Regions from separate parts of the Sus scrofa genome. Here region 1 is linked to region 2. Evidence: chromatin contacts called from public Hi-C data. All regions are on one chromosome and are shown on one strand. Each heading gives the region's core, a stretch centred on a gene start, on an enhancer-like site or on the middle of the called end of the contact. The rest is flanking DNA. Distances are from core to core; before and after follow the strand shown.

Region 1 (4,695 bases), core at 1,395-3,894, 230 kb after region 2:
AAACAGATTGTTTTGATCCCCCTTCTTGTTTCCGGGGGGGGAGGGGAGTGAGGTGACACCACAGTCTGCCAACTGTGGAAGTGTAAAGTCACGGTCTGAAGGGCAGGCCTCCTGCATCCCAAAACGGGGATAACAACAGCAATGGTACCTGCCCTATAGTGTCATTGTGAGGACAAGTGTGTGTGAATAACATCCCTTAGAAAAAGTCAGGGAATATTAGTGTTAGGCTTGGGTACACATGCTGCTACTTTTCTTCCACTGATGGCGTGTGCAAAAGCAGCTTGTCGATTATATATCCCTAAACAGCAGAAAGATTTTTTTTTAGTATACTGATTAAGCAGTATTATACAAGAATCTGTACCATAAGAGAGGCTTCTGGAAGATTCCTTCTGCATGGAAAATATAATTCAACAGATATCAAACACCAACATATGTAAGGCTGTGCTTGGTGCTGTATACATGGGCGTAAGACACAAAGTTCAAAATCTAGGAAACTAGACAAGGCAAATACACACAATCTTATGAAACAGTATATATGCACTGAGAGAGTTTGGGGAGATTGCAAGAGAGATGGTATAAGAGGATCCATTGGGGACGGAATGAGGAAAGGTGTCACTGAGGAGGGAGGACCTGTCAGAGATGATTCCAAGATTTTGCTGGTAGGAAAGTCGGTAGAGGACAGACTTCACCGGCTCTACTGCTTAACAGCTGTGTGATGTCTGGCAGGTCGAGTTACCTCCCTCAGCCTCAGTTTCCTTTTCTATAAAATGGACATTAGGAAACCTACCCCAGAGGACTGCTCAGAAAATTACAGGAGAGGGAGCAGCCAGTGCTTAAACAAGCTATTATTATTATCCTTGTTTAGACTAGAGGTTCTGAACCTTGGCTGTATCTTAGAATCACTTGAAGCGTTTTTATTTTTTTAGTTAACAATTTTTTTTTTCAGAGTTCCCATTTCGGCTCAGTGGAAACAAATCTGACTACCATCCATGAGAACGCAGGTTCAATCCCAGGCCTCACTCAATGGGTTAAGGATCCGGGGCTGCCATGAGCTGTGGTGTCGGTCGCAGATGCTGCTCAGATCTGGCATTGCTGTGGCTGTGGTACAGGCCCTCAGCTGCAACTTCCATTCAACCCCTAGCCTGGGAACCTCCATATGCTGCAAGGGTGGCCCTAAAAAGGCAAAAAAAAAAAAAAAAGAAAGAAACGTTCTTTTTAGGGCTGCACCTGAGGCCTATGGAAATTCCCAGGCTGGGGGTTGAATCAGAGCTAAGCTGCAGCTGCCAGCCTCTGGGTCATAGCAACCACAGAAACACTAGACTTGAGCTGCATCTGTGACCTACACCACAGCTTGTGGCAAACCACTGAACGAGGCCAGGGATCAAACCCGCATCCTCATGGATACTAGTCGGGTTAATAACCTGCTGAGCCACAGCAGGAACTCTGAGAGCTTTTTAGAAATATTCTCTTAGTTCCACCCCAGACCAACTAAATCAGAATCTCTGAAGATGAGACCTAGGCATTACCATTTTTTAAAAGCTTCCCCAAGTGATTCCAAACACCTCGTCTAGATCCTTGGTGTTTAACTGCGGTCCATAGCCTGGAACTTCAGCTGGGAATTTGCTTGAAATGTTGGTTCTCAGGCCCACACTGAACCTTCTGAATCTGCATTTAATAACAAGGTCCCGTGGATCCTAAGGCTCCCTGCAGATATCAAGGCTTTTGGTATGCAGGCCACACTAAGTAGTAAAGAAGGTTCAGTGTGTTGAACGGTAACCTTAGGAAATTCCTATTTTTCCTTCCTAAAGGAGGAAAAAGCAACCAACTGAAATATTGAGTTGGCACGTGTGCATCCTAACAGCCCCTTATCATTCCCGTGGACCTTACACTTAGCAAAAGTCCTTCTTGTGTGTTTCTTCACTTGAACCTAATTAAGAATAGCCCTGGAAATTAAGCATCATTATCCCCATTTTACGGCTGAAACTGAGGTCCAAAGAGCCTGGACGGCTCAAGATACCCCAGCCGCAGTTATGGAGGCCAGAGTAGACCAAGCAGCGTCCCATCAGCCTCTGGAAGATTGACCGCAACCAGGATTCTGCTCCACTTGTAATTCACAAGAGAAAATTCTAACTACCCTTAACCAGCCCCGGCTGTGGATTGATCTGAGTGGTCGCTGGGCAACCGAGTTGGCTACACCAGCTTTGGACCAATCTGCAAACTGCTGGCACAGGGACTTCTTCTTGGCGTCATTAGCACTTCTGCGCATGTGTAATTACCTTGAGGGGGCGGAGCTTCCCCTTCCTTCCGGATGACACCGGAAGTGCCTCGTGGGTGCATGCGCAGCGGCCCCCACGGTAAATAGGGCAGTTTTTAGGCCAGCGTGAGACCTCGAGGTCGGAAGATAACTGTCGCTGCCGCCTTGCCTTCGCCTCGTCCACGCCCGAGCCGGGTCACAGGCTCCTGAGCTCTTTCTGCTCCCCGTCGTCGGCTTCCCTCCGCGGCGCGACTCTCAGGTAGGCCCTGTGCTGCTTCCCCTCGTTCCCCGCCGCCATGGCGCGGTAGGCCGGCCCCCCGGCGGAGTGCGCCCCGCCACGGGGTGCTGGGGCACGAGCCGGGCTGTTAGCGGGTTTCATTAGTGGCCGCTGGGAGGGACGTCGGGGCTGGACGGGTCACCTCAAGTCTAAGCCTCTCGTTTTTTTTGTTTTGTTTTTTGTGATTTTTGTGTGTGTGGGGGGGGGAAACTGAGGCTCCGGGAAGGGTCACAGAATTGACGGCAGCCCTTGCCGCCTTTGCTCTTCCTCGTTACTTGTCTGGCTTCTCATCCGACACAAGCTACCGCCTCGGAGATCTTCCCAGGTCCTGCTACACAAGGGCGTCCCTTTCTAGTCTCTGCCACGTCAACCCGCTTGATCTCCTTTGTTGCACTTACCACTCTGAAACTAAGTCTGTTTGTTTCTGTCTTCCTCCGCCAAGTGTGTGTTATATTCACGTGCACACACACTGCGCCCAGGCAGGTATCTGGGAAACGCCAGCCGCTTTGGGCCTGGTGTATATTGGGGAAGCATCCAGGCAGCTCTCTGGCGTTCTCCTCGGGAGGGGATTGGTTGAAACAAATTCCGGGTGGTAACCGGTACTACTGGGAAGAAGGCGGGGGTGTGTGGAGGGGTGGAGATCTTGCTTTGGGAAGAAGGCAGGCAAGCCTCGGAGGAGGTGACTTTGTTAAAAAAGATGCTTGTAGCAGCTTTATGGAAGCGGCGCAGACTGTAACCCATTTAAAGGGTACAGTTGGGTACACATCGCCGCGGTGCAGTTTTAGACTATTTCCATCACCCCAGAGAGCTCACAGGAGGCATTCGTTTGGATTGGGACCCTAAGATTCACACTGAGACAACTGGGGGTCTGGGAGAGGGCAGATCATCCCAGGCTGAAGGAGCAGCTCATAGGAATCCTCCCAGGCCGGAGGAGTTTGCTGTGTGCACAGGCAGGAAGCCGTCAGCGGGCGGGGCGGGGGCGTCGCACGGAGGGAGCGAGCAAGATCAGGCCAGTTGGAGGTAAACGCGTGTCTTCCGACCTTCTTGAGGGTAGCCTCTGGTCCATATAGGCTGATTAATGCTTAGTGACTGTTGCTCTTTTCCCCTCATTCACCCCTCATTGCAGAAATGCTCTCTCCCACCTTCTGGGTTGAGGAGAAGGGAGGAACAGAAGTTTCAAACACTGTATGTATGAGCTCACGTGGTTTTCATAGCTCCATGAAGTAGATATTAGGGTTTATTTTTAAAAATGAGAAAATCGAGGCTAAATAGTTTGCTCAAAGCCATGTGTTTTTTAGTTCCTTGGTGTTTGCAGAAGCCTTGTCATTCTTTTGTTTGCTGTTTCAGATCCATGTCTTAGGGTAGGAGGCAGAGGTGACCAGCACCACCACATCCTTGTACAGAGTTGCTGAGTTGCTAATGCATTCATAGACCTAGTGGGGCTACACCTGATTGTCTTTCATGGGGTGTAGCTTGGGAAACTCAAACACCTTCCCCACATCTGTCACAGTTTTCCCATTTGTGTGGTCTTAACAGATACCACTCCTGTCGTATGTCTCTCAGCTACTAGGCTCCTTTGGGGGAGGTTACAGACACAGTGTGAAAATTTGAGAACAATGACAGAATTGAAGTGTGGCCTCAGTGTATGTGAGTCATCAGAGTTCTATATAGTACATAGTCTTTCCAAGTTCCTGTCGTGGCTCAGCGGAAAAGAATCCAACTAGGAACCATGAGGTTGCGGGTTCAATCCCTGGCCCCACTCACTGGGTTAAGGATCGGCATTGCCGTGAGCTGTGGTGTAGGTTGCAGACATGGCTTGGATTTGACGTTGCTGTGGCTGTGGCATAGGCTGGCAGCTGTAGCTCTCATTGGACCTCCAGCCTGGGAACCTTCATATGCTGAGAATGCGGCCCTAACAAGAAAAAAAAAATAATAGTAAAATTAAAGAAGACATAGACTTTCTTCCTGGAAGGAAAAAAGGGAAAGCTGTTTATGACCCACTATGCACTAGACACTGCACTTGCTGTGTGTAATGTGATTTATCTTCAGAGCAACCCTGGAGAAGGTGTTAATATGCTCCGTGTTTGCAGAATAGGGGAAATGGGGCTTGATGAGACTAGGGTCCCAGCTGTGGTAAGTGGCAGAGGCATGATTCTACCCCTTC
Region 2 (4,810 bases), core at 2,297-4,796:
ATGTTCCACAAGTGCGATTGTGTGTTTTGCAACTTTTTATCTCTGTGTGAATGGGAAAGTGTTATACCTTTAAAGGTCAGAGCCTAGGGTTAGGTCAGGTAAAGGCCGTCAGGCTCTGGGCAACATTCTTTTACAAAGACACCGCCGAGCCGGCATGACTAAGCACAGGCAGAGCCAGAGGAACAGATCCAACATGGAGTCAGGCTTGCTCGTCTCTGTTAGACTCGCCGGGCCTCGCTTATCACCCCTGAGCGGGCTGTTCTACCCACGCGGTTACCTGCGAATCTACAAAGACATTTTAAACAGTTCCTGAGCCTTCCCCTCTACGGCTCGTCATGTCACGGCCCAGGTGATGTCACCTGATATAAAAACAAATGATTGGGTGAACAAGTGAAGGAATAAATACATGAAGGGGGGGAGAGGGAGGAGAGACTTGGTAAGGACAGTGACACAGTACAGAAAGATGCAGAAGGGAAGTTGCTCCTGTCTCCACGTCTGTCTGTCTGTCTCTCTCTCTCACCTCTCCGTCCGCCACTCTCTGGCCAGAAGGGCCGCCACATGGGGTCTCCTCGCATCCGCAGACGGCCTTAGGGGGTAACTGAAAATCTGTTTTACAGGTGGCAAAATCGAGGCTCCCCCACCCACAGGGGGTCACAGCCGAGCTGGGGCCCGACCCGGATCTGTCCGGCACCCGTCGAGCTGGGTCTGCATGCGTCCAGAAACAAATCCCAAGTCAGGACGGACCGCAGCTTTCTCCCTCCTTCAGCCACGTGGACCAGCAAGCCCAGCATTTCCAGGGCACCACCTAGCACCTGGTATCTGGATCCTCAAGTCAACCCTGCAAATTGAAGACACTGAGTTTCAACAGGCCTGCCCCTCCTGCGCCTCTAAAAGACAGGTTGCTTTTACCCAAGTTCTGGATTCCGCCCACTGCTTCCTGTCTTCTGGAAGCTTCCAAAAGGTGGGAAACCTGTCTCACGTCTCGTCCCGGGCTCCGCAGCTCCTCAGGCGGTGATCCCTCTCCTGCCAACCCCCGCCCACGCTGTGCCGAATTCGATGCCAAATTCCAGGATCAGGCAGAGTCGCTATGCGCTGATTCACAAATTGCTGGCCGGGCCCAGGTTGCATCACGAGAGCAGATGTGGCCGGCTTCCCGCTGGCTCCCAGGACCCCTCCCAGACCCTCCTCACTAATCAGCAGTGGGGAGGTCCCGCCTTGCACCACTCCCCAGGGATCAGAGCCAGAGCAGCCCACCTAGACCCTGCCCTAGTGCTCTGAGGTTCCAGCGACCCGGGCCCTAAACACAACCGGTTGGATTCTCTTAAGCAGAAGAGACGGTGGGTCTCCTCGGTCCCTGAATGCCATGGGGGTCCCGGGGGGCTGGCTCTGTCTGCCTCGTGAGGTCGATGGCCACAGCTCAGCCCCTTAGCCATCTTTGCTCGCAGCTCTGTCCCCCACAGGGTCACTGTCAAACTCTGCTCCCACGGAGCTCTCCCTGGAGCTGGGGGAGATGCAAAACAAACACTCAGGGCAGTTACACATTTCAGGCGGGGCTGGGAAGGCCATCAAGCAAGGGGATGTGGGGAAACCGTGGCGGGGAGGAGGACCCTGGATTGGATGGTCCAGGAGGGCTTCCTGGAGGCAGTGGTATAAGTTGTGAGTCTAAGTGGTAGGAAGGAGTCAGGCCGTGGCCATCTGAAAGGAAAGCATGCCAGGCAGAAAGGGCTGCAAGTGCAAAGGCCCTGTGGCAGGAAGGACCTGGGGAAGTCGGGGGGGGGGTGCAGATCTCCGAGGCCGGAGTGAGGGGATCTCAGGGGCTGTGATGGGGGGTGATGCTGGAGGGGGCAGAGACCAGAGGATGATACAGTCACCAAAATCAGGAAACATAACCTGGATAGGAGTCCTGTGGCGGAGCAGCAGTAACAAACCCAACTGGTATCCCTGAGGACTCAGGTTCAATCCCCGGCCTCGCTCAGTGGGTTAAGGATCCACCGTTGCCATGAGCTGTGGTGTAGGCTGCAGACGCGGCTTGGATCTGGCATCGCTGTGGCTGTGGCATAGACAGGCAGCTGTTGCTCCGATTCGACCCCTAGCCCAGGAACTTCCCATGCCGCAGGTGTAGCCATAAAAAGAACAGCAACAAAACCCAACAAAAAAGGTGGTTCCCCCAAACGATACGGCCGCCCCTGACCCCAGACACTCTGGGTGTGACTTCTTTGGAAAGAGAGTTTTTGCAGGTGTAACTAAATTGAGGATCTGGAGGTGAGATCAGCCTGGATTATCCGGGGAGACCCTCCATCCAGTGACAAGTGTCCTTGTAAGAGACGCACAGAGGAGGCGGCCACACGATGCCAGAGGAGGAGGCTGGTGATGGGGCCACAAGCAGAGGAGGCCCAGAACCTCCAGGAGCTGGAAGAGCCTAAGGAGGCCGTGTCCCTGGAGGAATCAGTGGGAGCACCGCCCTGTGATGCCTGGATTTCCGACCTCTGGCCTTGGGACGGTGAGAGGGCAGGTGTCTGTGGATTTAAGCCCTGCGGTTTGTGGTCTTTGTCCTGGCAGGCCCCGCGCACGCACACGGCTCCCTTTCCGTTCGAAAGTTCAGTCCGTGGCCACCCTCCCTGCTGCCTTTCACGGGGCTGTGAGTAGATGTTGATATAGAAGCAAACAGAACCCAGTTCCCACCATCTGGGCATCCTTCTTCAGACGGGGTCCTAAGGGCTGGGGGAGGGCCCTCCCCAGTCTAAGAAGTGACCCGGGGAGGGAGCAGGGGGGCAAGGAGCTGGGTGGAAGCGTGAGAAAACTGGCCTGGAGAAGACGCCCCCCCCAACCCCCGGTCTGGGGCAGCAGCCACGGCCCAGCACATGTCTGGACACATGTCTTAGGACACTGAAGCATCCCCGGTGGGAGAAGCTGCTGGCACCTGGGAGGCCCTGGGGCAAGGAGGGGCCAGCCTCCCTCCCCCACGGCTGGGAACACGAGCTGGGGGTCCGCCCGGCGCCCCCCCCCCCCAGTTCAGAGAGTTGGAGGGAGGGCAGAGCCCACTTACGCAGGCGCACCCCACCTGCCGAGGAGTCACCCTTGCCTGCTGGCCATGGCCGGGGTGGGGGGCGGGGGGGCAGACCCTGGCTGGGACCTCCGGGACAGGGTCTCTGGCTGTATCCGGGGGTTCACAGGTCAGGCGACTGGTGAGGCCCAAAGGGGACCAGGTTTCCCAGGGCCCCGGGCCCAGATGGGGACACTGGGGATGCTGGGGACACCGTCCTCGCTGGGCAGAGACTGATTCACTCTGCACCTCCCCCTCCAGCCACGTGAGGCCCCTGCCTCGGGGCCGAGGACTCATGGTCCTTTGGAGGCCTCAGCTGCACTGGGGACAATCGTGTGGCTTCAGGGAGGGGCTCTGTCTTCTTTGACTTATTTTGTTTTTCATTTTAATTTTTAAAAAGAATATTCAAAAAACCCGTAATGAACCGTGGGAATTTGCTTCTTTGGTAGCATGACGAGCTGTTCGGGAGCCCGGGGCAGCGGGGAGGCTCGGCCTGCACTGGATGGAAAAGTCCTGGGCTTCTTCTTGGCATCCAGCCCCACACCGCAGGGCAGCGAGCCAGGGTGCTGATCCTGTCCCCCAGGGGCCCGCTCAGCTCCTGGCCTTACAGCCAGGGCCCAGGCTGAGAAACCCTGGTCTGGCTCAGGGGGTGTGTGTCCCAAAGCTGTGCTCTGAACACAGTCTCTGGCTGTTTCTACTTGTGGGCGCTTCAGGAGCGTTTCCAAAACACCTCCCACCGGCTCATCCCCACACGTGGTTTCGGCACGAGCTGCCCTCTCTACGTGAAGATACCTCCCAGCCTCCACCACCACTGCCTTCTAACAGCCCACACCTGGCGGGGCCTGGCGGGGCCTGGCGGGGTGCCTCTTCCTCCAGGAAGGCCTCGCTGATCTCTCAGGCCTCGGTGCTCCCCGGACCTCCTGGACTCACGGCCCTGTTCTGTGTTTGCTGTGGACCAGCCGGCAGGCAATGCCGAGCACCAGCCTCCCTGACACCTGTCAACCAGGAAACCCACAGGCAAGCTCCTCCTTGCAAGGTCTCAGCACCTACCTGTCAATCAGGTGACGTCGGAGGAAGACCAGCCATACCTCTCTCTGTGACCAGAAACGCACCTGCTCTGGAGTTGAGACTCGGACACACTGACTTCCGTAATTGGCTTTAAAAGAAAACAGGGCAGAAAGGAAAGTTCCCACTGGGAAGCCATCATTTGCACACACACGTCAGTACCTGTGTTTTGCGGGCCCTGGGCTGACACACAGGCTGCATGGATTCTCCTCTGGAAGGAAACAGACAGGTGTTTCTTCTACTCAGCACTGAGTAAAATAAACTCAGTTAAGCCAGGAAAACCATGTGGGGAAGTAGGGAAAGAATACACCATGGACAATTTATTTGTTTGGGAGGCTTTTTTCTCTATAAAGAAGTAAAATTCTACCAGAGATGCTTTAAGTAATAACACATCTTTATAATTTTACATCCTAAACATCTGGATGCTAAGTCCAGAGGAGAGGAGGCAACAGCAGACAGCTCATCCCGGACTTGTTGGCACCATCATCAGGATTCTTCGACCCTCCAGGTCAGCTTTGATCCTCAGACTCCTGGAGGCACAAGAGGGCTGCATCTGCTCCAGCCATCACCTCCTTACCAGCTGCATTCAGATGCAGAGAAGAAAGGTTTCCATCTAGTGTCTTCTCTCTTTTTGCAGGGCTGCAGCTCTGGCATATGGAGGTTCCTGGGCTAGGGGTTGAATCAGAGCTGCAGCTGTAGGCC

The links. A called contact is a pair of places that touch in the nucleus more often than the background predicts.
Region 1: a Hi-C map of omental adipose tissue shows a contact between it and region 2, with 3 times the contacts expected there. The contact joins the promoter of RAE1 here to the enhancer-like site in region 2. A contact is called at or near these places in 4 of 5 promoter capture datasets (fetal liver, fetal skeletal muscle, liver and 1 more), 21 of 47 Hi-C or Micro-C datasets (alveolar macrophages, brain, embryonic fibroblasts and 13 more) and 1 of 2 datasets of contacts at active chromatin or transcription factors (skeletal muscle).

Annotation. Positions count from the first base shown.
Region 1 is chr17:57,749,537-57,754,231 of Sscrofa11.1, forward strand. RAE1 (ribonucleic acid export 1) reads left to right here and starts at 2,645. Exons shown (of 12, transcript NM_001105296.1): 1 at 2,645-3,014.
Region 2 is chr17:57,516,390-57,521,199 of Sscrofa11.1, forward strand. No RefSeq gene overlaps it. Among named protein-coding and RNA genes, the nearest start is that of BMP7, 160 kb to the right of the region's middle. Within about 2 kb of position 3,547, at least 3 of the 83 cell types and tissues checked have an H3K27ac peak or open chromatin away from gene starts, as enhancers often do. A contact at or near this core is called in omental adipose tissue, where this site is marked.